Linked DNA regions of Mus musculus: all the other regions are linked to region 4. A link is a contact called in public HiChIP or PLAC-seq and promoter capture Hi-C data. All regions are on one chromosome and are shown on one strand. Each heading gives the region's core, a stretch centred on a gene start, on an enhancer-like site or on the middle of the called end of the contact. The rest is flanking DNA. Distances are from core to core; before and after follow the strand shown. Region 1 holds the start of 2810405F15Rik (RIKEN cDNA 2810405F15 gene). Region 2 overlaps Meis2 (Meis homeobox 2). Region 3 has its middle 110 kb from the start of 2810405F15Rik. Region 4 holds the start of Zfp770 (zinc finger protein 770). Region 5 overlaps Meis2 (Meis homeobox 2). Region 6 overlaps Meis2 (Meis homeobox 2). Region 7 overlaps Meis2 (Meis homeobox 2).

The links. Promoter capture Hi-C pulls out the DNA fragments that hold promoters and counts their contacts. HiChIP or PLAC-seq counts read pairs in DNA pulled down with a chosen protein or histone mark.
Region 1: an H3K27ac HiChIP or PLAC-seq map of embryonic stem cells shows a contact between it and region 4, with 20 times the contacts expected there. The contact joins the promoter of 2810405F15Rik here to the promoter of Zfp770 in region 4. A contact is called at or near these places in 9 of 39 promoter capture datasets (the 3T3-L1 cell line, cranial neural crest, embryonic stem cells and 4 more), 2 of 484 Hi-C or Micro-C datasets (neural progenitor cells and neural stem cells), 9 of 115 datasets of contacts at active chromatin or transcription factors (acute myeloid leukemia, astrocytes, embryonic midbrain and 5 more) and 3 of 9 other capture datasets (adipose tissue, embryonic stem cells and macrophages).
Region 2: a contact with region 4 is called in a promoter capture Hi-C map of pre-B cells, with 6 times the contacts expected there. The contact joins the enhancer-like site here to the promoter of Zfp770 in region 4. A contact is called at or near these places in 5 of 39 promoter capture datasets (cranial neural crest, embryonic stem cells, hippocampal neurons and 2 more) and 1 of 115 datasets of contacts at active chromatin or transcription factors (astrocytes).
Region 3: a promoter capture Hi-C map of hippocampal neurons shows a contact between it and region 4, with 4 times the contacts expected there. The contact joins the enhancer-like site here to the promoter of Zfp770 in region 4. A contact is called at or near these places in 8 of 39 promoter capture datasets (the 3T3-L1 cell line, cranial neural crest, hippocampal neurons and 4 more) and 1 of 115 datasets of contacts at active chromatin or transcription factors (embryonic forebrain).
Region 5: a contact with region 4 is called in a promoter capture Hi-C map of embryonic stem cells. The contact joins the enhancer-like site here to the promoter of Zfp770 in region 4. A contact is called at or near these places in 9 of 39 promoter capture datasets (the 3T3-L1 cell line, 3T3-L1-derived adipocytes, cranial neural crest and 3 more) and 2 of 115 datasets of contacts at active chromatin or transcription factors (both in embryonic stem cells).
Region 6: a contact with region 4 is called in a promoter capture Hi-C map of liver, with 5 times the contacts expected there. The contact joins the enhancer-like site here to the promoter of Zfp770 in region 4. A contact is called at or near these places in 13 of 39 promoter capture datasets (the 3T3-L1 cell line, 3T3-L1-derived adipocytes, the HPC-7 cell line and 7 more), 2 of 115 datasets of contacts at active chromatin or transcription factors (embryonic stem cells and stem cell-derived neural progenitor cells) and 1 of 9 other capture datasets (adipose tissue).
Region 7: a promoter capture Hi-C map of liver shows a contact between it and region 4, with 5 times the contacts expected there. The contact joins the enhancer-like site here to the promoter of Zfp770 in region 4. A contact is called at or near these places in 7 of 39 promoter capture datasets (the 3T3-L1 cell line, cranial neural crest, embryonic stem cells and 2 more) and 2 of 115 datasets of contacts at active chromatin or transcription factors (astrocytes and stem cell-derived neural progenitor cells).

Annotation. Positions count from the first base shown.
Region 1 is chr2:116,074,646-116,077,746 of GRCm38.p6, reverse strand. It overlaps 2810405F15Rik (RIKEN cDNA 2810405F15 gene), which reads left to right and starts at 1,651. Exons shown (of 1, transcript NR_033447.1): 1 at 1,651-3,101. The region is part of intron 2 of G630016G05Rik (RIKEN cDNA G630016G05 gene); the gene reads right to left.
Region 2 is chr2:116,045,981-116,049,127 of GRCm38.p6, reverse strand. It overlaps Meis2 (Meis homeobox 2), which reads left to right. Exons shown (of 12, transcript NM_001159568.1): 7 at 1-44. Among named protein-coding and RNA genes, the nearest start is that of Meis2, 18 kb to the left of the region's middle. Within about 2 kb of position 1,512, at least 19 of the 459 cell types and tissues checked have an H3K27ac peak or open chromatin away from gene starts, as enhancers often do.
Region 3 is chr2:116,180,646-116,183,863 of GRCm38.p6, reverse strand. No RefSeq gene overlaps it. Among named protein-coding and RNA genes, the nearest start is that of 2810405F15Rik, 110 kb to the right of the region's middle. Within about 2 kb of position 1,778, at least 11 of the 459 cell types and tissues checked have an H3K27ac peak or open chromatin away from gene starts, as enhancers often do. A contact at or near this core is called in hippocampal neurons, where this site is marked.
Region 4 is chr2:114,199,671-114,202,708 of GRCm38.p6, reverse strand. Zfp770 (zinc finger protein 770) reads left to right here and starts at 1,277. Exons shown (of 2, transcript NM_175466.4): 1 at 1,277-1,372.
Region 5 is chr2:116,018,740-116,021,486 of GRCm38.p6, reverse strand. The region is part of intron 7 of Meis2 (Meis homeobox 2); the gene reads left to right. Among named protein-coding and RNA genes, the nearest start is that of Meis2, 45 kb to the left of the region's middle. Within about 2 kb of position 1,341, at least 83 of the 459 cell types and tissues checked have an H3K27ac peak or open chromatin away from gene starts, as enhancers often do. A contact at or near this core is called in embryonic stem cells and liver, where this site is marked.
Region 6 is chr2:115,894,698-115,897,657 of GRCm38.p6, reverse strand. The region is part of intron 9 of Meis2 (Meis homeobox 2); the gene reads left to right. Among named protein-coding and RNA genes, the nearest start is that of Gm31590, 89 kb to the right of the region's middle. Within about 2 kb of position 1,702, at least 17 of the 459 cell types and tissues checked have an H3K27ac peak or open chromatin away from gene starts, as enhancers often do. A contact at or near this core is called in stem cell-derived neural progenitor cells, where this site is marked.
Region 7 is chr2:115,982,762-115,985,910 of GRCm38.p6, reverse strand. All of the region lies in intron 8 of Meis2 (Meis homeobox 2), which reads left to right. Among named protein-coding and RNA genes, the nearest start is that of Meis2, 81 kb to the left of the region's middle. Within about 2 kb of position 1,255, at least 17 of the 459 cell types and tissues checked have an H3K27ac peak or open chromatin away from gene starts, as enhancers often do. A contact at or near this core is called in liver, where this site is marked.

The DNA.
Region 1 (3,101 bases), core at 402-2,901, 1.9 Mb before region 4:
GATAAACAGTGGAAAAGTTACACTTTCATTTGATTGTCTCAAATACTCTCAAATTTTGGCAGAATATCTGCTCACAGGCAATGAGATACTCTGAGTTAGCAGGGTAATTTATACTCCTCTTCAAAGAGTGTCTCCATAGATAGATTAAGCCAAATAGAACTTGAAGGAGCTGAAGTTTCTGCTGTAACTAGTTGGTCAGTAGAGAACTGAGGAATTGGCTCCTCAGAGGAAATTGCCCCAAACCCTGCCCACAGAACATCTCCCCCCACCCCCCAATAGTGAATTTCCTGAAGTTGAATCCTAGATATGCAAGACTTTGCAAACTGTTTGAAAACAGTCAATAGCTTCTGCAGGGTTTAGAGTCAGTGAAAATCAGCTTAGGGCAGAATGAAGTGAATTTTAGGTATCTGTGGAGAACTGGTGCTAAGAAATCTCTACTTCAATCCTAGGCCTTGAGGAGGCAGAGAGCTCACAGACACCACAAGAAAACCTACAGAGTCACCTAAACTGGGCCAATGGGGGCTCACAGAAACTGAGCCACCAACCAAAGAGCATGTAGGGGTTGGACCTAGGACCTCTATGCTTTTGTAGAAGGCATGCAGTTATGTCTTCACCTGGGGACTCTAACAATTGGAGTGTGTGTGTGTGGGGGGGGGGGTTGTTTCTGATTCTGTTGCCTGCCTTTATATCCCTTTTCCCTAGCTGAACTACATTATTGGGCCAGCCTCAATGAGAGAGGATGTGCTTAGTCCTGCTGTGACTTGCTGTGCCAGAGTCAGTTGGTACCCATGGGGGATTTCCCTTTCTTGGAGGAGAAGAGTAGGGGGGGAATAAGGGAAGAGGTTTGTGAGGGTGGGACTGAGAGGAGAGAAGGGTGAGGAGCTGTGGTCTAGGATGTAAAGGGAATACATTAAAAAAATGAATGAATGAATGAATGAATGAATGAATGAGAAAGAAAGAAAAGAAAGGAAGGAAGGAAGGAAGGAAGGAAGGAAGGAAGGAAGGAAGAAGGGAAGAAAGAAAAGAAGGAAGGAATAAATCTCTAGTCCAAACAGGCCCTGTGTGTGTGAAAGTCACCTGCTGCAGTAGAGCCTAGAAGAGATTTGAACTCACAAAGATGAAGAGCTGGAAACTTACCCCAAATTAGCCTTCATTTAGTAATTTACTTCCTTGTTTCCTCAAACTTGAGGAAGGCGTGGATAACTTAAATAGAAGCAAAAAAATGTAGTGTCTAATACATTTAGGGTAACCCTATGTAATGTGATACAGTAAGGTGGTGTGTGTGTGTGTGTGTGTGTGTGTGTGTGTGTGTGTGTGTGTGTGTGTGTTTGGGGGGTCCTCCGCCCTTAGGCTCTTGTTCTTGCTTTGTTTACACGAAATTAACCCGGAGGAGCTGAGAGAATCACAGTAAAGAAGGAGATTATTTTAATTCCGAAAAATAAAAGTAACGCGCTTTCTCCTTAGAGTCGGGCAATCCTGCCTGCAGACTTGGAAATGAAAGCGCTCGGAAGAGGGAGGAGGGGGAGGCCCGGCAGCAGTGGGGATCGTTGTTGGTAACTGAAGGGGCTCTGGTGAATTTCAGGTTCGGATTAGTGACAACTCAGAAGTCTCGGCTGCGTGTGGGGGAGGGAAGTTTGCCAAGGTCTCTGAACTCGCTGGAGAGAGAGCAGCCTCCGGAGGCGCCGGGCGGAGCTGGGCGTACCCGAAGCCCCTGTCCCGGCCAAGCCAACAACGCGGTCTCACCCCGCCTCTAGCCTGACTTTGTCAGCGATCATAAAATGGGAATTGATCATTCGAGCCACCATTGATTAGGGAAGAATGCTTACTGCAGCAGCAGGGGAAAGGTTAAGAGGAAATTGACCTTCTCCGTAGGTGACATAAAGTCATTAGGTAAATGAGATATTCACACTGGAGTTTTAAAAGGTCATGCTCAATTTTTATTTGCAGCCTGAAAAGTCAAGCTGGAGCTCCGGCTTAAGGTAGGGACTTCCATTCCTAGGGACCCGGGCACCGATCAGAATGAAGTCCTGCTGCGCCGGCCAGAGGCGAAAGTGGGATGTGGATTGCCATCTGGAAGACTTCGGCTGGACTCCGAGCGGGTCCTGGCGGCCCCAGCTTTGGACCTGCCGCTGGACCCGAGCGCGTTTTTGAGTGTGAGATGCGCTCCCGCGGCCCAGTATTCCCACCGCCACAGCGTGCAAAAGGATCTCTGGCCAAAGTCGACCTCTCAGCATCAGCAACACCTCCCCTTCCCTAGCCCACCATGTCTCCTACACAGTGAAAGTGTTTTGTTGTTGTTGATGTTGTTGTTGTTGTTGTTGTAAAGGAGAGAGTGAGAGAGATATTTATGCACATATTTATCCCTCTAATTATAGGAATTAATCCTCTTATGACTAAAAGGTAACGTGGAAGGACGTCCTTTTGATGTGGAAAAGCACCATTTGTGACTCACATTCAGACTGATTAAGGAATAATTGTTGTTAAACGCTTTTAAGAGGAGAGTGTTTAATTGAGGGGCATTCGTAATTTTACGGCTTAGTGCAAAATTAAACGTAATTAAAAACTCAGAAATTCCAACTGATTTTCCAATTATTTTTATTGTCTGAGCTAATTGTTACACAAGGGTATCACTTCTCCCCCAAAGGCATTGGGGAAAAGAGGTGGGAGGTGGGAGGTGGGAGGCAATCATACCTTGTCCAAATATTCTCCAACTGAAGAGTCCAGCGTCCAGAAAGACCTCCTTGGTTGCACCTTACCTCCCCAAGCCCCGCCCGGGGTCCCGAGTGGCACCCCGCCCTCCCCTTGGCAATTAAGCATTACAGGCACTCTCCCCTCGCTCCGAGTTCCGCCAACACCTTGGGATGTGAGAAAGTGATGGCAGCTCTCTTCTGCAGATCATTACGGCAAAACCTGGAAGTATCTAGAGAAGGCCGATGACTATCTTCAAGTAACACTTGCCATACATAGCCGAGGGATTTAAAAAAAAATGAGTAAACACAGCTCTCTGGGGGATGATCCCTCCACGCCCTTGCTTTTGAGCTTGGGGGGGGGGGGTCATGCACAAACATGAGACACGCGTGCACGACCTACAGACGCAAGCA
Region 2 (3,147 bases), core at 263-2,762, 1.8 Mb before region 4:
TGGGGGCCATGCTTCCCAGAGTGGAGACAACAGCAGTGAGCAAGGTAAGCGGTTAAGAATTTTCCTTGTACAAAAGTAGACATGATGATAATAACTTCAGCATTTATTTCATGGTATCAGTCTGTGTAGACAGAAGAGGGGCTAAGGAAGGTGTAGGGAGTATTACTAAACTTTTGATAGGAAGACAGGTTTCCTCTTGTTATTTAAAGAGTTAAAATGAGCTATTTAATCTTTAAGCCCACGTTACAATAATAATTGATTAGTTCTGCCAATCCTCTTACAAATGTGGTTATCTACACTACTTCGGTGTATATCGAAAAGACAGGCCTAACTACCTAACCAGAAGTTTGAGTTATATTGCAAACAAGATATTTGCTTCAAATATTTACTATGAGTTCTTTATAATTAAAGCAACCATGAATCAAAAGAATGTAAAAATATAAAAATCTGAGATTTATACAGATTTTTATTTTGAGAAGATGCATTTCAAAATTCTTCAGATGTTGTTTGTCCCTGCTTCTAGACAGCTAAAATAGTGACTTTTATCCCAATTCAAAAAAACCAAAACAAAACAAAAAAATAGAATTTCAGAAGGCAAGGAGAATAGCTGCAGGTGTTCAGGAAGTCTTCTGCAATTTGTAATGACTTTTGCCATTTACAACAGAGAGCAATTACATGTTGGCCCTTCTATGGATAAAATGATCATTTAAAAGAAGATGCATGATTGAGTGTGGTCCAGGAATGTGTATAGATTTTACTTTTTAATATTTTACATTAGATGGTGTCTGTTCTCTTAGGTCCATTTTATCTCTATTATGATTCTGTTTATGGCCACAATATTTAAGCATTAGACAGGCTTCCAAGTCAGATACTGTTTAACAGCTTGAGCTGTAGTTATGTAGACCATCTAAAAGAGAGTTGTTGATGTCCTGTGAGTATCTATCAGCCTCCATGTTTCTGACCAGGGATTTTGGACTCCTGAATTTCTAAGCGAGTCTAGAAAACTGGCCTTTCTAGGGTAGCTTTTACTTGTAAGTGAAGTCTATTTAGAATCTGTCTTTTAAACAAGTTGCAACTCGTGGATGATGTACTATCAAATACCAAGCTACAGAAAAACTTGTGAGCTATGTGTATGTTGGTTTGGGTACATCCGTTGGACTGTTTGTAAAATGAGCTCCATTCTAAAGGACATTTTGAAGGAATCTTGTACATAGAGTCCATCGTGGAGCTGCAGTCCAGGGGTTTAACTGAGGTTCCAATTGACCCTGGGTCAAATGTAGAAAGCTTTCAATCATTCAGTCCTCCCCAATTTCCCCAAGTTAGGGTAACACAAAGGGCGAAATATCTATTATAAAAACAAAACACCCTCAACATTGCAGGGATGGGTACCGGGAGAAGGAGAAGCAGGAGCAGACTGAATGGCCTAGTGGGGCTATCTTCCAGAAACTTCTCCGGTGTGAGGCTCCCTCTGACCTTTCACTTGGCTCAGGAGCCCCGAGCTTCATTTTTCACATTCTTGCAATTACGTTAACGCTTCAAGCATTTCTGACTCCAAGTCAGCTAGCAACACCAGGCATAACTCAACACTGTGAGTTTTTCTCTTCTCTGTAGATTCATTAACAGGTCACGAAGGTCCCAACTGAAATTTAAAACTGACTGGTTCTGTTGGGTTAGTTGAGTTATGGCGAAAGGGATAACAGGAAGGGTCAGAGAGGAGAGGAGGCAGAAGAGGAACCGATGTAGGCTTAGGCAGCAGGAAACAGCCACCAGAGCAAACAAAGCATGGAGTTTTATCATTTTATTTAGTCAGTTCTGTTTTATTAAGGGTTTTTAGTCAAGAAAGAGAAAGACATGTAAGAGTGATCCTCTGGGGAGGGAAAAAACCCCCACTGATCCCTCCATGCTGTGGGTAGCTGCACCCACTTATCCCTTGCTGAAGGATTTGATCCCCCAAGCTTTTTGTTCCTTTAATCATATCTCTGTGGGATTAAAGAATGGACACGGTGGTTTATGTGTGTGAAGACTGGGAAGTCTGTCTCTCCAACAGCCTCCTCAACTGTGTTAAAGTTTGAGAGAAAGCGCGGAAAAGTTATCGCTTTGATAAGATGGCGAAAGTTGGTGCAAGGAGAATTTTTCTATCTGACTCACTGGGTCAGTAGTTAAAATGCATGTATGAGGGTGTTGTGTTGTGTTGTGTTGTTTTTGACAGTAGACCCTAAAATTTAGAAGCCCGACTTACTTACTTATGTTTTGCTCCTATAATCTTTTAAACATGTTAAAGTTACTTTTATACTTTGTTCCACCAAAATGCTCAGAGTAGCTTTCAGTGGGGAAAGATTAATTATCTGCTTCGGGGCAAAGTCAACAGAGATATTGACTGAAATCACATATGCTTATCACAGGTTAGATCTTAGAGCTGATGTAGAATGGAAAACCTGGGAGGGAAATTTATGTTCTTCATATTAAATATATCATAATGTTTCGTTGAAACCTAAGTTTGCAGTGCACAGGAGACTTTAGTTACTTCTTCAGAATTTATTAGCACAACAGGCATATGGAAAACTGTAAAATGATTCCATTTCAAAACAAATTATGATAAACAGAAGAAATAGGGATGAATTGTACTAAATACAATGTTTTCATACACATTTTAAATTAAACTTTAATAGCCATATGCTATAAAACAATACATGCATTTATGTTGCTTTAAAATTTTTGTGAATATTTTTACAATGATGATTCTCACAAATCTTTACTTTGGAACCTAAAAACATCTCGTTTTATGACCTGATACTGAAAGAGCTCCAGTTACATGGGTGAAAGGTCACCTTTTCTCTTAGGAGTTTGTATGATAAACTGAATGGAGAAAAGAAAGCACAATTCTTTAATATTGTAAAAAAAAAAAAAAAAGATGAACTTGGAGAAATGTAGAGTCTGGCTTTATCTTTCCAACCATACACCAGTCAACTGTATAAATCTGAGCCCAACTTTTCATTCACTAGGTTTTCTGTTTTCGAAAAGCAGCCAAAGGGAGGGCGTTTGTCTTGTTAGTCACATTCCATGGGGAAGGAAATCTGGTTTTTCAAGGATAGAATTAGGGTGCAGACTCAGAGCTTTGGGGCAGTCACTGCTCGTCTTTGTGCCTGA
Region 3 (3,218 bases), core at 529-3,028, 2.0 Mb before region 4:
CAATATCAGTAATCAAGTATGTTTACAATTTTATGGATGTCTGTCAGTTGATCTTTTATTATTAGAAAATCAACTAATATAATAATAATTATTTTATAATAATTATTATTTATAATAATTGTTGGGTTAAATAAATAATAGTACTCTATAAAGATGCAGATATGCACTTATTGACATGAAAGTTATGAAACAATATTACATATACATATATGTACATATGTATATATATATATTTCCTGACCCAAAATTATAATACACTTTTGAGTATTTTGCTAAGAAGGTTTTACAGTGTTGCATCTGTCACTATACACCAAAAATGAAACTAAAAAGAATAGATAAGTGTGCATGTGTTCATCAAGGCAATCTATAACTCAATTCCTTATGTAATATTGTGCGACCTGATATTTATATAATAGGAATTACACAGATAATAAATACAAGCAAACAATGAGGACTTCAGACACAGAGTAGGATGACCTAAGATACCTTAGGGTAACTTAGAATTCCCAAGACCCTGCAGTCAATTCACAGCATCCAAAAAAAAAGGTTTTATAAAAATATAATGAAAACCATTGCTATGATATATTGTTGAGCAGGGCATGATAGTGTAAATATATAATCCAAGAGTGCTAGAAGAACAAGTAGGAGGAGCAACACAAGTTTAAGGCCAACCTTGGGATACTGGGATAACCAGGGCTATATAATGAGATCTTGTCTTATAAAAAGCAATCAAACAAACAAACTTGAGGAGATGGCTCAGTGGTTAAGCGTCTGGCTGGTCTTCCTGAGAACCTGGTCTGATTCTCAGCAATCTCATGCCAATTCACAGCCATCTGTAACTCAGCTCCAGGGAATCCAGGGTCTTCTTCTGACCTCTGCCAGCACACACATGGTACACAGACACGCATGCAACCCCAAAATCCACACACATAAAATTTAAAAATTAAATCAACAATAAAATCTATTATAGATACTAAAACTGAAAACATTTTTAGGTTGATAACACATTTTACTGGTTCCCTTTTTATTCAAAACTAGAAAAGAACAAATAATCTGAAAGAAGTATTTTTACCCTTTCAGCTCCAAAAGTTTCCCACCCTCAAAGTGTTTCTCTCAGACTTCGTATTTCTTTGCTATACCTTCTGGGACATGAGTACAGATTGCTTCTTAACTTGGGAATACACAACCCCAGACTAATATGTAAAACAAATTGTTCCATCATCTCATGGTTAACAATCAAGAAGAATTATTGGCATTATAAATAATATCCAATTGAAGTTTTAGAACAGATATGGCCCTGCCTGAGTAGTTTATTGGAAAATCATTTGTTTCACATCAGCTTTGGCATCCAGTATTCAATGTGAACTATGTGGTTATGGCCTAGTTTATTATATTTCTTTTTGTTCCACTGTGTATATATGTGTCTTAGGCTCTAAAAAGGTAATTTGTGCCCTCAAAATGTATTATGTAACAAACTGTGATTCATGCAAATCACTTTGATTTGTTTTCCAAAAATGTAACCTGCTTCAATTAATCAGTTGCTATTCATTTTGCCTGTTTCAATTGCAGTCGGAACAAAGGCTCCAGCGGGTTATCACTTACATGGGGGGTTAGCTTCCAGAGGGTATGAACGACACAACAATCAGACGTTATACCAAGCGTACAATTACAGTGGGTGTCCCAGAAACTCCAGTAAATAACGTGTCCCATTATGCTGGACTCCCACATTCTGAAGTTCTCCACCACCCGAGCCACCTACCTGCTGTAATCATAGCATTATGCAGTGCGTGGGTGCAAAGCTTCCAGCCTGCTGGGACGGCGTCCACGATTCCCAATGGGTAGCAGAAATCAGCCAGGCAGATTGCTATATCTATGTTCTGCAGCCTGCCCATCACGACAAATGACTGGCTGGAAGTACTGTGCTTCTGGGCCTGGACTTTGTTCAGAAAAGAAGGCAAGTAAAAGCGCCATGTCATTCTTCATTGTGCTTGGAAATTGATGGGGCACAATATTTTCATGTAGCTTTTCTTTTTATTATTCAAAATGTAAAAATGGACATAGCAAAACCTTATGGGATGCAGTGAGCTAAGAGAAGAAAATGTTCTTTTTTTATGGAAGTTTTAATTATGGACAACATAAAGTGTAATTACTACTCCGGCTTTTACTTACGTGTCTCGTTGTTTCAACCCTATACAGAGGATGAACCAGTAATAATGGTAGGATTAGCATTTTATATGAAGTTTGTTATTTATTTTCTTTACAATAGCAGGATATTTAGTGTCATCTAAAATAGAGGGCGTTATTAAGCCAAAAGTACTTTTTTATGCCAGCTATTTATAAATCACTTATGAATAGTTCTAAAATATAGGGTAGTGAAATGACTAATTGTGGTGGGTAGGTACTCATTATGGGCAACACTGCCCACAAAGAGAAGATTGGTTTGGTGAAATTCTGATATCACTTTATTTACCATTACCAAGTCACTTGGATGACGATGAGAAATTTTATTTTGGGATATTTCTTCTAGGGACAAGTGCCATAGAAAGAAGTCACAGCATGAGGTGCTAGACAAATATCCACCTTGGAAGAATATCAGATCTGGGTAGAGTTCTGGGATGTCTCAGGAGAGTCAACAGAACAGGTGCCAATCCAATGTCAGATGCCTCCATGTTTACCTGTTTCACTATCCATAAAGCAAACCTCCGTGCCAACAAATTAAAGCTTCCAACAGCACTGGAGGATCACCTGAAGCTCATTATCTGATTGTTGCATCATTCGGTTTTTGAGACAGCTTCTAGTGTTTTCCATACTAGTGGTATCAATTTACATCAATTTGTATCAATTTGCATATCTGCTGATTGCTCCTAAAGCAATCTCATCCGCCCTGTTGCGTATTCCCTGAATTGTGCAGGGCTCTCAGTTCAGTGTGCTCCTTCTGGGTAGGGCTCTCCATTAAGTGTGGTCCTTTCTGTCAAGCCTTACCATTATTTCCTCAAATACTGAAGTCCTGGTCAGGAAGTTATTGTCTATGCCAATATCTTCATGTTTTCTATAGTGGGTTTCCACATTAAGGTCTTCAGTTCATTTTGAGTTGGTTTTTGCAAAGGGAGAGAGATAAGAGTCTCCTTTCAATCTTCTACATGCGGAATTCCAGTTTTCCCAGCACCAGTTTTGAAGATGTCCTATCTGCAATCTGTGTTTTATGCAACTCTGTTGAA
Region 4 (3,038 bases), core at 28-2,527:
AAAATACCTGAGAGTACAAGTTGATAAAGACTTAGCCCAGCTTCACTCAGCCACCTTCTTCCTACAAATTCAAGAAGACTCCTTAGCTGAAGTAGTCCTACAGAGTCAAAGGGCTCTAAATTTATTGTTCTTAAAAGAAGGGGGCTTATGTATGGCCCTTGGAGAGCAAGGTTGTTTATAAGTTAATCACTCTGGGGTAATCAGGGACACTCTGGTAAAAATTAGAAGTAACATCCTTGATAGGGAACAACAGAGAAAGAAAGAAAACAGAGCTGGTATGAATCCCTTTTGAATTGGTCCCCTGGGTTAACTTCACTCATCACAGCCTTGGTTGAGCACCCCCCCCCAGCCCCCGATGCTTATATTTTCTAATGATAAACTTTGAGTCCTGCATCATTAATGCCTTGATTTCCTTTATCAAGAACAGAATTTCCCCTGTTCAGTTGTTGGCCTCTAGACCTAGTCTATCAGCTTAAAGGTCAGTCAGCTCTGCTTTGTCTAGATAGCCTATATGTTGCAAATGTTGTAAATGCTGCAAATGCACCTATTCCATAGAAAAACTGGTTCTGATGCTTGCTCCCATCACAGATTTGTATTTGGAGTGTGCATTCAATAAATCATCCATTCCTTACTGAGATTGGTGTCTGAGTCGTTTGTGTGGCTATTCCTGGACCCTAATAAGGGTTCTATCATTTCACAAAGCTTTTGTATTTGGTATAATGTCGAGTATTTTACATGCATGTTGTCCAAAGACATCTTACATAAATCATCAAAGAAGACCCAAAATGCTGGGCAAAGAGTTTTCTATATTGTAAATGTCCAAAATACATAGAACTAGTGAAATCAGCAAGACCAGCCCCTGGCAGGACAATGGATAGGGCCCCTGAGAGAAGCTGATTCTGTATGCCTTCACCTCTTGGTCGTATTTACAGAAATATGAAATGCTGAGAACAGTCGTGATCTAGAATGTACCTAATACTGAGAGTTTTACCAACAGCCCTGAGCTTACAAAAAATTATGAATGGGCTTTGAACTCTAATCATGGATTCCAATAAGAGCTGGCGTTTTACAGTCCTTTCTGGGACTTCCACAATGAAGGGTCGGTAACAGTAGGGCAGAAAGTGCATGCATCCATTTAGAGTCTTCCTTTTTCTCTCCTTGGAAATTGCAGCACTGGGTGGATAAAAAGCAAGCAAGGGCCCAAAGATCGTGAGAGGATGTTTCCGGACGGACCACATTCAGAGCGCGCCTGAACGCCGCGCTTGCGCACTCAGCCAGTCGCCGCGCTGACCCTGCGGACGTGAGCTTGCCTGCCGTCTTGGCGAAACCCAGGCTCTGAGATGCGTCCCTGCCCGGCGTTTGCCAGCTCCGGGTGAGTGTGGAGGACCCCAGAAGCCTGCGTGCGAGATGGAACGAATCCCGGGGAGGGTCAGGCCTGCCCAAGTCCCGCCGAGGTTCCTGGGGATCCGAACAGGGTGCCACGACCTCGGCTCCTTGCATGTGCTTCGTCAGAGCGGTAAACTCAAAAGAGCTGAGCCCCGCGCCCCATCTCCTGGGGTCGAATCACTTATTTCCCATCTTTCACTCAGCTCTTCCCCTGCACCCCATCTTCTGGCTGCAGTCAGTGGAGCTTTCACCCTTGCCCTTCTTTTCTAGGCATGGGATATCACAGTCCCTGAACTCGGCTTGACCCCTGCAGACTCCTTACTTGCACAGCAGATGAGGCCAAACACATAGCTTCCGTCTAGGGAAAGGTGATGCATGGATGGTTCAAGGCCAAGAGAGTGGGCCATGGAGAGAAAAAGAAAAAAAAAAAAAAAAGAAAGAAAGAGGCGAAGACTGTTGTAAATGTTACCATAGATAATTCTCCAGTTGGAACTCTTAAGTTTCTCTACGGTGTTTTATTTCTTTCTTGTAATTTATTTTGTATTTTGTGATTTTCTTTTAAAGAGGTATTTGCAAAGACAGTGCTACTTTCAACCTTGAAACAACATTGGATTTTATCGATGTCAGTTTTTATAGTTACTTGGCTTAACGTTGTGTGAGCTCCTATCATGTTATAATGTCTGGATAGTCATTGAGGCACATCCATTGGTTTGTCATGTTTCACTTTAACGTGAAAATTAGCTTTTGTGTATTTTTTAAAAAGTTTAAAAAGCCAATGGGGGAAAAAAGATCAGGTGAATGGGATTTAAACCTCTAAGTCCACAGGGGGGATTGTGCTTGGAGTGTGGAAATCCCTGACCTTTTACTTATAAATAGGAAGTGAGATCACCACTTGCCACAAATGATTCTGACAAGGTAGGGTTCGCAGTAAGTGCGTATCCAATCCTAATACTAGTGATAGCTACTTGACCGCAGACCCTTTTGAGTACAGGAGCTAGAGGTAGCCAGTGCCTGTTGTTTATAATCATATAGTTGCCTTGTGTTGTTTTAGTGCGAGACTTTTTGTTTTTTTGAGAGAGGGTGGTAGTCTGTAGAATCAGTAAGTGGAAGGAGAAGTATACAAAAAGATTGGAGAAGTTCTTGAGTTCCCCACACTCAAACCCTATAGTTTGACCTTAGGCAGTTACAAGGTTTTGCCCACCAACTTCCTGGGGAGAAGCTGCCTTCCCATTCCATACTTAGTATGGAGTCAGTGCAGTACAGAGGTTTTTTTCCTCCCTTTAGCCCTTCACCAGCCCTCTCCTGGCACAGCCCATAGGAAAAAGGGAAAGCCCTTTGTTAGACATTTTCCTCTTGTGCACTATATCCATTAACACTCACTTGGTGTCTTTCTGTTTAAGAGAACACTGTTGCAGCAAGTGAAGGAAGGTTTGATTATTTAAGCTTGGCTCATTGTACTGATTGACGACCATCTTGACAGTTGTGGCTCAGCAGGAATTCAATGAATTGCCTGACAGGAATTAAATATATTTCTGAATTCTTTGCAGTCTGCTGGGTTTATGATAATTTTAATCCTCCTAACCCTTAACTCTTTGCCAACAAGTTTGCATGTTGTTCGTTTTTAGGTTTTTGTTGTTGTTGTTTGGTTTTTG
Region 5 (2,747 bases), core at 92-2,591, 1.8 Mb before region 4:
TGAGTCAAACAATCTGTGGAAACTCAGCTTTGAATTCGAGGCTTGCTGCTGCCTGCGTCTGTTTGAAACTGAAGAGGCCATGGGGGACGGGAAGGGAAAGCAGGGCTCACACACAGAAATTACTTAGACGTGCAAAGTTTGTTTCCCAGTGAGGAAAGAGCTTTGTTAGGAGAGACTGCCCAGATCACATGATGCAACCTTTTGACAACCCACTGTCTGCTGGGGACTCTGTGCGATGTGACCTTTTGACCTAGGAAGGAATGCTGTGAAGGTGGGAAAGTGCACTGAACCCTGGCCCGGGAGGGAACGTGGAAAACAGTCCAGCTGCTCAGAGCTCACGGAAAGCTTGGCGTTCGCTTTGAATTCAGAATCAGATGCTAGAAATGTAAGGGAATTTCCTAAAATTATTCCAGCTCTTTCCCTTACCCCCACTGTCTGATACAGAACTTACAGGAAACAAACGGGCTGTCTTGCAAATGTCTGTTATGAGAGAGGAAGCTCGCTTCTGCTTCCCCACCAGCTCGTGGATGAGACCTGTGTCTTTGAGCTGTTTTCCTGCAGGGCATTAAGCTTGCGCAAAGGATTTGGTGGCCTTAGGTGGGTCTGTGGAGGTGGGGGTGGGGCAAGAAAATGAGTCCATTGCTCTAAAAGCATTCCCAGTAGCGATGGTCTTGGCGGAAACAAAACTCCATTGTGCAGGGCTGAAACCTGAGAAACCCCCTGTTTCTCTGCTTGTTTTAGTCACCAGCATTGATCCTGGAACATGTGACCCTTTGAGAGGGAGCACCCTTGGTGACTCCTCCTATTACTAAATACCATTGTGTTTATAATGGCCATTTATATATGGTTACACTCCACGCCTGTGTGCTTAATAGGCATTCTGGAACTCCGATGCCACCTCACTAGCACAGGACACATGCTTTGCTTGGCCCCTTGGTCACTCTTTTACCCTACCCTGTCTTGTGTCATTGCTTGATACCCTCTATGAGAACCAAGTAGGAAGCTTATCATCACTGTGCAGAGGGCAGTCTGGATTCTGTGAGGTGTTGGAAGGTGGGGGTAAGGGAGGAGGAGGTAAGGGAAAGGAAAAAAAAACCAGACCGGCAAAGCCTTGAAGAAAATAGGTTACTTTATTATTTTTTTTCCTGTTCCACAATGTGTCTGCATTGCTCTAGTACTCATTTCTCCGCTAGTTGGGTCCCAGGAGGCCCCATGGAGCCCCGTGCAGCTCAGGGGATTGCATCTGTATAAAATGGGGGAAATGTAGTTTGTAGAGACCGTTCTTTACCTCGGTTTGGGTTCAGAACGGCAGCTGCTCTCCGACTTTGTCTGTGACAGCACAAAGGCCGGCAGGGCTGAAAAGCGAGTCAGCAACTGGAGAGACAAAAGCAACCATCAGCTAATACGGCTCCACATGGCCTGACTAATTTATGAGAAAAAAACTGTTCTGTTCATTGGATCAGCACTCTGAGGAGGCAGGTGGGATGGTAGGAAGTTTTCATTGACTCTCCTGAGCAACTAAGAATGCCACGAGAGATCCTTCTCAGTTTGAACTTTATCAGGGTCTACGCTTAATCAATAGGGTATTGGAAAAAGAATTAATTACTAAAGCAGAATAAAACAGCTGCATTTTAAACTAAGGATCCATCAATTCAGTAATCTTCCAGTTACAGGCTAGGTGCCGCGAGGATTTCAGTCTATGTAATGAGGAACCCGGGGACTTTGCTCCTGAACAGGCTGGGAATTCACATTATCCTGTTTCAGCGATTTGTCATTAGTACAACTCATTTCTCCTCTCCTGCACTACAGCTTGTATTTTATGTACTGTGGAACCCAGGAAGTTCCCACATTCAGGGGCGGGAGGGTGTGAAGGTGGAAATCATTGTCACCCTGAGAAAGAGCCTTAACCTAGCTGGGCCTCTCTATTCTGGAAGCTGCCTTCGGAACTGCTTGGGACCGGACCTCCAACCCCATTGTGCCTTGGGGTCGGGACACACAGGGTGCACCCTAGCCTGGAAATGTTGTTGCATCTATGATTTCCATAATGGTGGATTGCAAGGAGGGCTGAGGAAGGTTATGGGGGGTGAATTAGGTTTTTAGTGAGCTCATTAAGGAGGCAAACAGAGTTGAGACGGCAAGGCGGGGAGAGGGCCTGTAATCAGTCCTGCTCTCTTTGTTCCCTGCCTTGGGGAACATGTTTCGAAAAACTTCTTCCTTGCAGGGGCTGCCCAGTCTGGCTGAGCCCAGCCTGCCATCCTGGTGGCTGACTTGTTGATTTCTAAACCTCTTAATTCATTTTTTTTTTGTCCAATTTAATCTTTTCTTTCTGAAGGAAAATTAGTTGAATGTTAGCCCTCTCTGCACTATTCACCTCTTAAATTATGCTCATTTTGAAGAGCTTGTTATGCCTGAATAAACATGAAACGGCTTGGCGGCTCCCCATCCGAGGCACACCCATTTTAACACCATGTATTTGCCGTTCCTGGAAATGTCTCATTAACTTCTGAAAATCTGCGAGCATGATATTTTGGGCTACTGTAACACACCTCTTGGCAGCCACAGAAGGCAGTTTGGTTAATGCCTCGTAATATCCATTTTTATTCTCAACATGAAGAAAGACTCTCTATAGAAAATTGGTGCAGTTTGCTCTGCTAATTTTCATGCTCATTCCAATTAATTTAACATGACCCAGATTTTCTTCCTCGGGCTCATCCTGACTAATTAGTAAGGCAACACCTAGAACAAGT
Region 6 (2,960 bases), core at 453-2,952, 1.7 Mb before region 4:
ATGCAAAGTCTATACAGCAGAGCTTGTGTTTATGAGCTACCATTTTGCTAAGAGCTGTGAGAGAAATAAAGGTCTAGAAATATGCAGTTAAAACAGGGCCTATAAAATTAAAACCAAATTAAAGTATAGCAGCGGATTACTGCACAGACTGCACTCGGCAAAATATATTTTAAGTGATGAGGTGAAATCTAAATCAGTTTTGTTTGAATTTGGTTGATATTTATGAAATTCAATAAAAAAAATTTTTTTGGAAAAAAAAATCTAACCAAAGTAGCTGCCTCATCCTTCCTTTCTGGTCTCTGAGCTATAAACCTGCATCATTGGGGGGAAATTCCACTTGCCAATCCTTAAATAATTAGCAACTTCTGATTCACAGGATGCACCCCTCTCTCCAGTCAGCCTCCTCTGTTACTTTATGTCTTCCTAAGGACGTTGCACGTGTGTAATAAACACTCAGGCAGAGCCCTGATGGGCTAGAGGCCCATGAATCAAGTGCCTCTGGCATGGCAGGAATTGAGCTTATCATTTGATAGAGCCTTCTCTTCTCCTCTCTCTCTCTCTCTCTCTCTCTCTCTCTCTCTCTCTCTCTCTCTCACACACACACATTCCTTTATATTTTTCTATTCCTTTCCTTTTCTCCTGTTATTTATTTATTTATTTATTTATTTATTTATTTATTTATTGAGCCCTGGCTGCCCTTACAAAGGATTTGGGAGGCAGCATGTTGTTACATCCCTGCAAGGCATCCTGAGGTGAGCATTATTGCCTATACTTTTCTGTGTCTACAAAGAGGAGAAAGTAGTTATTGTCACCCAGTCCTAGGAACACACTCACATACTCCAGGGAGGAACAGGGGTGAAGGAGTCTGGGAGGAAATCCAACAGGGTGACCAACCCAGAATTATATCTCCATCTGCAGAGGAGATTTTAAGAATAGGGTCTGAACTTGGTGTTATAACACAGGCCTCAAATCCTAGATACACAAGAGAAACCAAGGCAAGAGGACCATAAGTTCCAGGCCAGACCGGGCTACAGACGAGTCTGGGCAACTTAGTGAGGCTCTAGATCAAAATAAAATGTAAGCAGAGGGTAGGGGGATGCAGGTCAGTGGTAGAACACTTGACTCACATGTAGAAGGTCCTGGGTTCAATTCCCAGAATTAAAACAAAACAAAACAAAACAAAACAAATTCGGGTTGTCAGACATGCTGTTGAGGCATACCATTCTTCGATGGAGACCCTCATCTAGTTGAGGTTGTGTCTGGGCTTTGATGCTGAAGTATCCAGGACCATATATATCCTTCTTCCACAGGATGGGCCCAGTAGCTTCATGGCCTGGGCCCATGACTGGACAAGTTCAAGTGTGGACCGTTGGGGGATCATGCATTAGCAAGGCTGACTACACGAGTGTCCTAAGCTCTACGGCAATGCTCCAGTTCACCCAGCTTCCCTTATCACTTGGTTTGATGAGTACTATTAAAGTGTTTTCTTAATCTTTAGGCTTGGTTCAGTCCTGCTAGACAGCAAGACCTTCGCTTTCTCTACTGTTGATTTCTTAAGTGATTTTAGGAGTTGAAACGCGCCATGGTTCTCAGGGCCATGGTTCCCAGCATGAGGACAGTGATGGCAGTTCAGCTTTAAGAACAGTGATGGCAGTTCAGCTTTAAGACTGTTTTCTGCCTGACAGGGCAGGACCCCCAGACAAATCACTGGCTGGCTCTGTGGTAGTTGGCAGCCATTCAAGACTGGTCTTGTGCCAGGAGTATTACTAGATAGCCAGACAGATCAATTCACTTTTACATTCCCGCCATTATTTATAGCCCCACTGTATATCCACTCTTGCTTATGAAGTAATGATTAGCAAATACAGTACACATAAAACATGGGCATTTGTTCTGGAAAGGGCTTTCTCCTGCTGATACTGCAGATACTGTCACAGGTCACAGAACCCTCGAAAGGATTTAAAGGGCAAGTCTTGTGTAGCATGTGTTCCTTTGAAGAGATGTTCCTTTCCCTAGTTCTGAGTAATTGAAGAGGAGAGAAAGGTTGTTTTTTTTCTCTCCTTCCTTGTGCTGCACTGAATTCTCTGCATCTCCTGTTCCCACACATGCTCCAGCCAAACCTGTGCAGAGGGGAGTTGCACGGTGCAGTCGGCTATTTCAAATGGCTGTTTTTGTGCTTTGTCCAAGTGAAAGAGGAAAAAAAAAAAAAAGGAAAAGTAGCCAGCCAGCCTGTGTGGGAGTGGATTTGGGATGGGATTTCTCTGGGGCTGGGGAAACCTGAGCTAATGTGGTGGAAGACACTGGCTCCCAGGTTTGTTTGTGCTTTCTTCTTTCTCTCTGGAGCACATGATCTGTAGTCACATGCTTCTGGGACATGCAAAAGAATTTCTTCTCTAGTGCTGATCTATGAGTGTGTGTATGACCACTACTGGGTTAATGCATTTGAAGATATGTCCACTGGGCTCAGAGTACATGATTGGAGAGCATACCACAGCTTGGATTATGGGAGGTGGGGACAGAGCTGCCTTTCCTTTGAGGATATATGGTGGCCATAAAGTAGTTATTTAGAAGCCTGCATTCTGTAGCCTCGAATCAAACCCACACATTGATTAAGTCATGTTTTCCTAGCAGAATGAACATATATAGTGAGAAGATAAAAAAAGAAAACCATTAGGTTAGGATGATGCTATTAGGGAGAAAAAGTAATTCAGAACTTGGAAACAGCAGGCTGTTGGCACAGTGCTGGACCATCACTGCTTCCTCCTTGGTTTACAATACAATGGGGACAGTTGCAGAAACCTCTTGTCACCCTGGCAGGTGAGTGAGTCCACATCTTATATTGTGTGGATAGCACGTTTTCTTTCTGAGTCAAAAAACATAGTTGTGACATATTTCTTAAGAATATGGCCATTGCATAACAATAATTACAGCTTATAGGCATGTTTTTGTTTTAAAGACCT
Region 7 (3,149 bases), core at 6-2,505, 1.8 Mb before region 4:
TTTTTGGCGATCAGGGCTTCTGGGCATGATGTCTGAGCGAGTGGGCAGGTTGCAGTTCATATCATAGCTAAGAATGGTCATAGAAGCCATATTTCAGGACAGACATTAGTTTCAAGCCAAGGATATGGAACAGCACATGTGGAAAAGATCAAAGCTCTCTTGCTTTTGTTTTGTTTTGCCTTGTTTTCCATGACCTTGCAAGTGAGGGTGAGGCCAAAGGAGCAGGTTAACTTTGGATGTGACAAAGTAAAATGCAATCAAGGAATCCAGTCATGCTGTGGTTAGAGCCACGGGCCTGTGCTAGCATGAAGCAGAAACAAGTGAACACAGTGAGAAGAGTTGGGAGGGGGACAGAGAGGAAGGAAAGAGAGGGAGAGAGACCAAACTGTCCCCTCAAGCCCCCAAAGCATCTGGACTGAGGGGGCACAGCGGAGAAAGGAGTGGTGAGGTGGTTACCTGGGTGCTCAGGTCCCATCTTATTTGGATCACCTGGAAGCCTTGCTTGCTCTTCCTCAGCTTTACCTGTTTTACCACCATTTTGTGTATTTTCAGCGCTCGCTCTCCCTCCCTCCCTCCCTCCCTCCCTCCCATCCCCCTACTCCTCCCACCTCCATACCCCTCCCCTTTGAGGGCAAAGACTGAGGGAATGGAGGTTGGCAGAAGCTCTGCTCTGTCATATGCTCTTGACCCTTCCCTGGGACCTGTGGTTAATACGCACTCTGTAGAGGCGACAGGCAAACCCTGCTCTCCACAGGACCCGATTCATAATTCTCTGTGAGCAGCCAGAGCGGGGCTCTGTCGTGGCTTGACTGCTCAGTGCCACAATAAAGCAACATGTTGCGACCTTCGCTGTTATCGAATCAGGAAGTAGACAGTCCTGGCATGGAGTCGAGTCTTCCTATGGCTCTCCACAACTGTAAATTATGCTCTAGCCTTCCCATCTAGAGAGCATGTCACACTTTACATTACTATTGTGTATCTCAAAATAAACAGCATCGCAAGCTGTTTATTTTGGTGTTACTATGTATGCAATTTTAAAACAGTGGTTACTTAAACAAATGTCCCTGTTGCCACAGCACTTGAAAGCCAGTGTTTGCTCCTGTGGTTTTGGATTTTGTCACTTCTGTTTGGATTGTGTCTGAAAGCCACACTGGGAGCAGTTGGAAGGAAGCTGGCAGTATCTAAGACTGGGACTCGTAGTTGGTCCTGGTTCTCGGCAATGGGTAGCTATCTGACTCTTACCATGCTTTCTAGCCCTCCGTGGTACTTTGCCCTCTGGCACTAACTAGCAATTTCAGTTTCTCTTTCAAGCTGTAAGTTTGTCCAATTCAGTGATAGAGTCGATAATTTCTGTTCCTGGATGCTGTGCAAGTTAATGGAGTCAGGGGTCTGCTGCTTCAGTAACAAAATAGATCTCTCAAATACTCATTTAAGACAGTTGACTGTATCCTAAAGATATGCGATGCATTCCATTAGGATAGCCTGGCCAAGTTCTCTGAGGATGGAGGACAGTAATAAGCAAAGTGGTAACAAGCTGGCCTGTGACCCTGAGTCTTTATGCCACCATCCTGTATGGAACTGAACTTGGTTTATGTCTTAGTAGCTCATGTAAGACTGATAGACATTGGTTTGATTCCCAGGAACCACTTGGTAGCACCGCTTCTTTGGGAAAAAATATTGGACACTGTACAGTCTTCATCTGTGAAATAGGTGGGCGAGAGACCAGATAAAATGGTGTGTGTAAAAAGGTCTTTGTACTTGTACAGCATTGGTACCCAGTACTTAGTCTTTTGTGCCTCCCCTTTGGTCCTCGCCCCATGACATAAATTACAGCTGTGGGTGGTCTATGCACAATCCTGTTGACTGCAAGCAGGAGTTAATGTAGTGTGGGAGAGATCCTCATAGCCTGGCCTAGCCTGCTGGTGGCATTTGCAACAACCATTACCCAAAGCCTGCTGAGCCATGGGGGGGCGGGGGGGGGCACAGCACCCCAGGGTGCCTTCTTCTTCCCTGGCCGTTTTTTTTTTAAGAAAAGAAAAAAGGCTGGTTTAAAGTTATGCATCAAGCTTATCCCCTTCACTCTTGAGGTGGTGGCATCAGGCTGTACCATGTAGCTCATCTTCTTAATGTAACTTCCTGTTGTACTGACACGTTGGAAAGGAACACTCTAGATCATTTGCTGGTAAATGAATGAATGAGTAAGCTTCTGCTTTGGCCTTGAGCACCTCGATAAAATCTAAGTTAGTGTGGAGTAATTAATTGCCATCTTTAAAGTTTTGGACACAGGGGTAATTTTTATTCTCATATCTTGTTTGTGGGAATGAAATAGGAATATTGTTCTTGATTATGTTTTCCATGAGATTTGTTGAAAAAAATTTAGATTAGATTTTTTTATGAGCTTGAAATTGCCTCACATGTGGGATCTGAAATATTAAGAAGATGACACCAGTTATTTGTGAGACAGTCACTCTTCTTCCTCTTCTACAGCACATATTCAAAGCCCTGTGCTGTGAAGACATCAAAGACAATCTCTTGGATCATTTAGACGCAGGGGAGATGCAGTAATTGTTTTCTGTTCCATGAAAAGATTCATGAAAGATATTTTGAGTATATGGATATTTTTACTTCAAATATGGTGAAAATACAGGAGCCATATATGTGAGCTTTGAAAAGACCACATTGCCCCATTCATTGAAGGCAAGTTTCAACTACTTTGGTTTCTTCCAGGAGAGGTAATGAAACTGGGGTAGGGCGTTCAGAATGGATCGAGGCAGCGACTCTTGAGCAAAGCCTTTACCATGCTGCCTGCACTAACACTCATGGAAGTGTGGCTTCTTAAGGAGGGGAACACTGCTTAACTTCCACGATAATTTTGGGGATGAAGAAAATCCAAATTTCTTGCTGGCATTAACTCATTGCTCATCCAAACACTATGGAATCCTATTGCTCTTGACCGAACCACAAAGCGGAGGAAAGGGTAGTGAACTAGAAATAAGTGTGACATTACAAACAGAGCTTGACCGAAACCAAACAATGTTCATGTTCACCTTCAGAGCTGAAGATCTAAGGGGCTGTCCTTCCGTAAAGGGGCCACCTTGTCACAGAATAGTCACACTGTTTTCTTTAAAGTCATGCATTCAGCTTGCTAA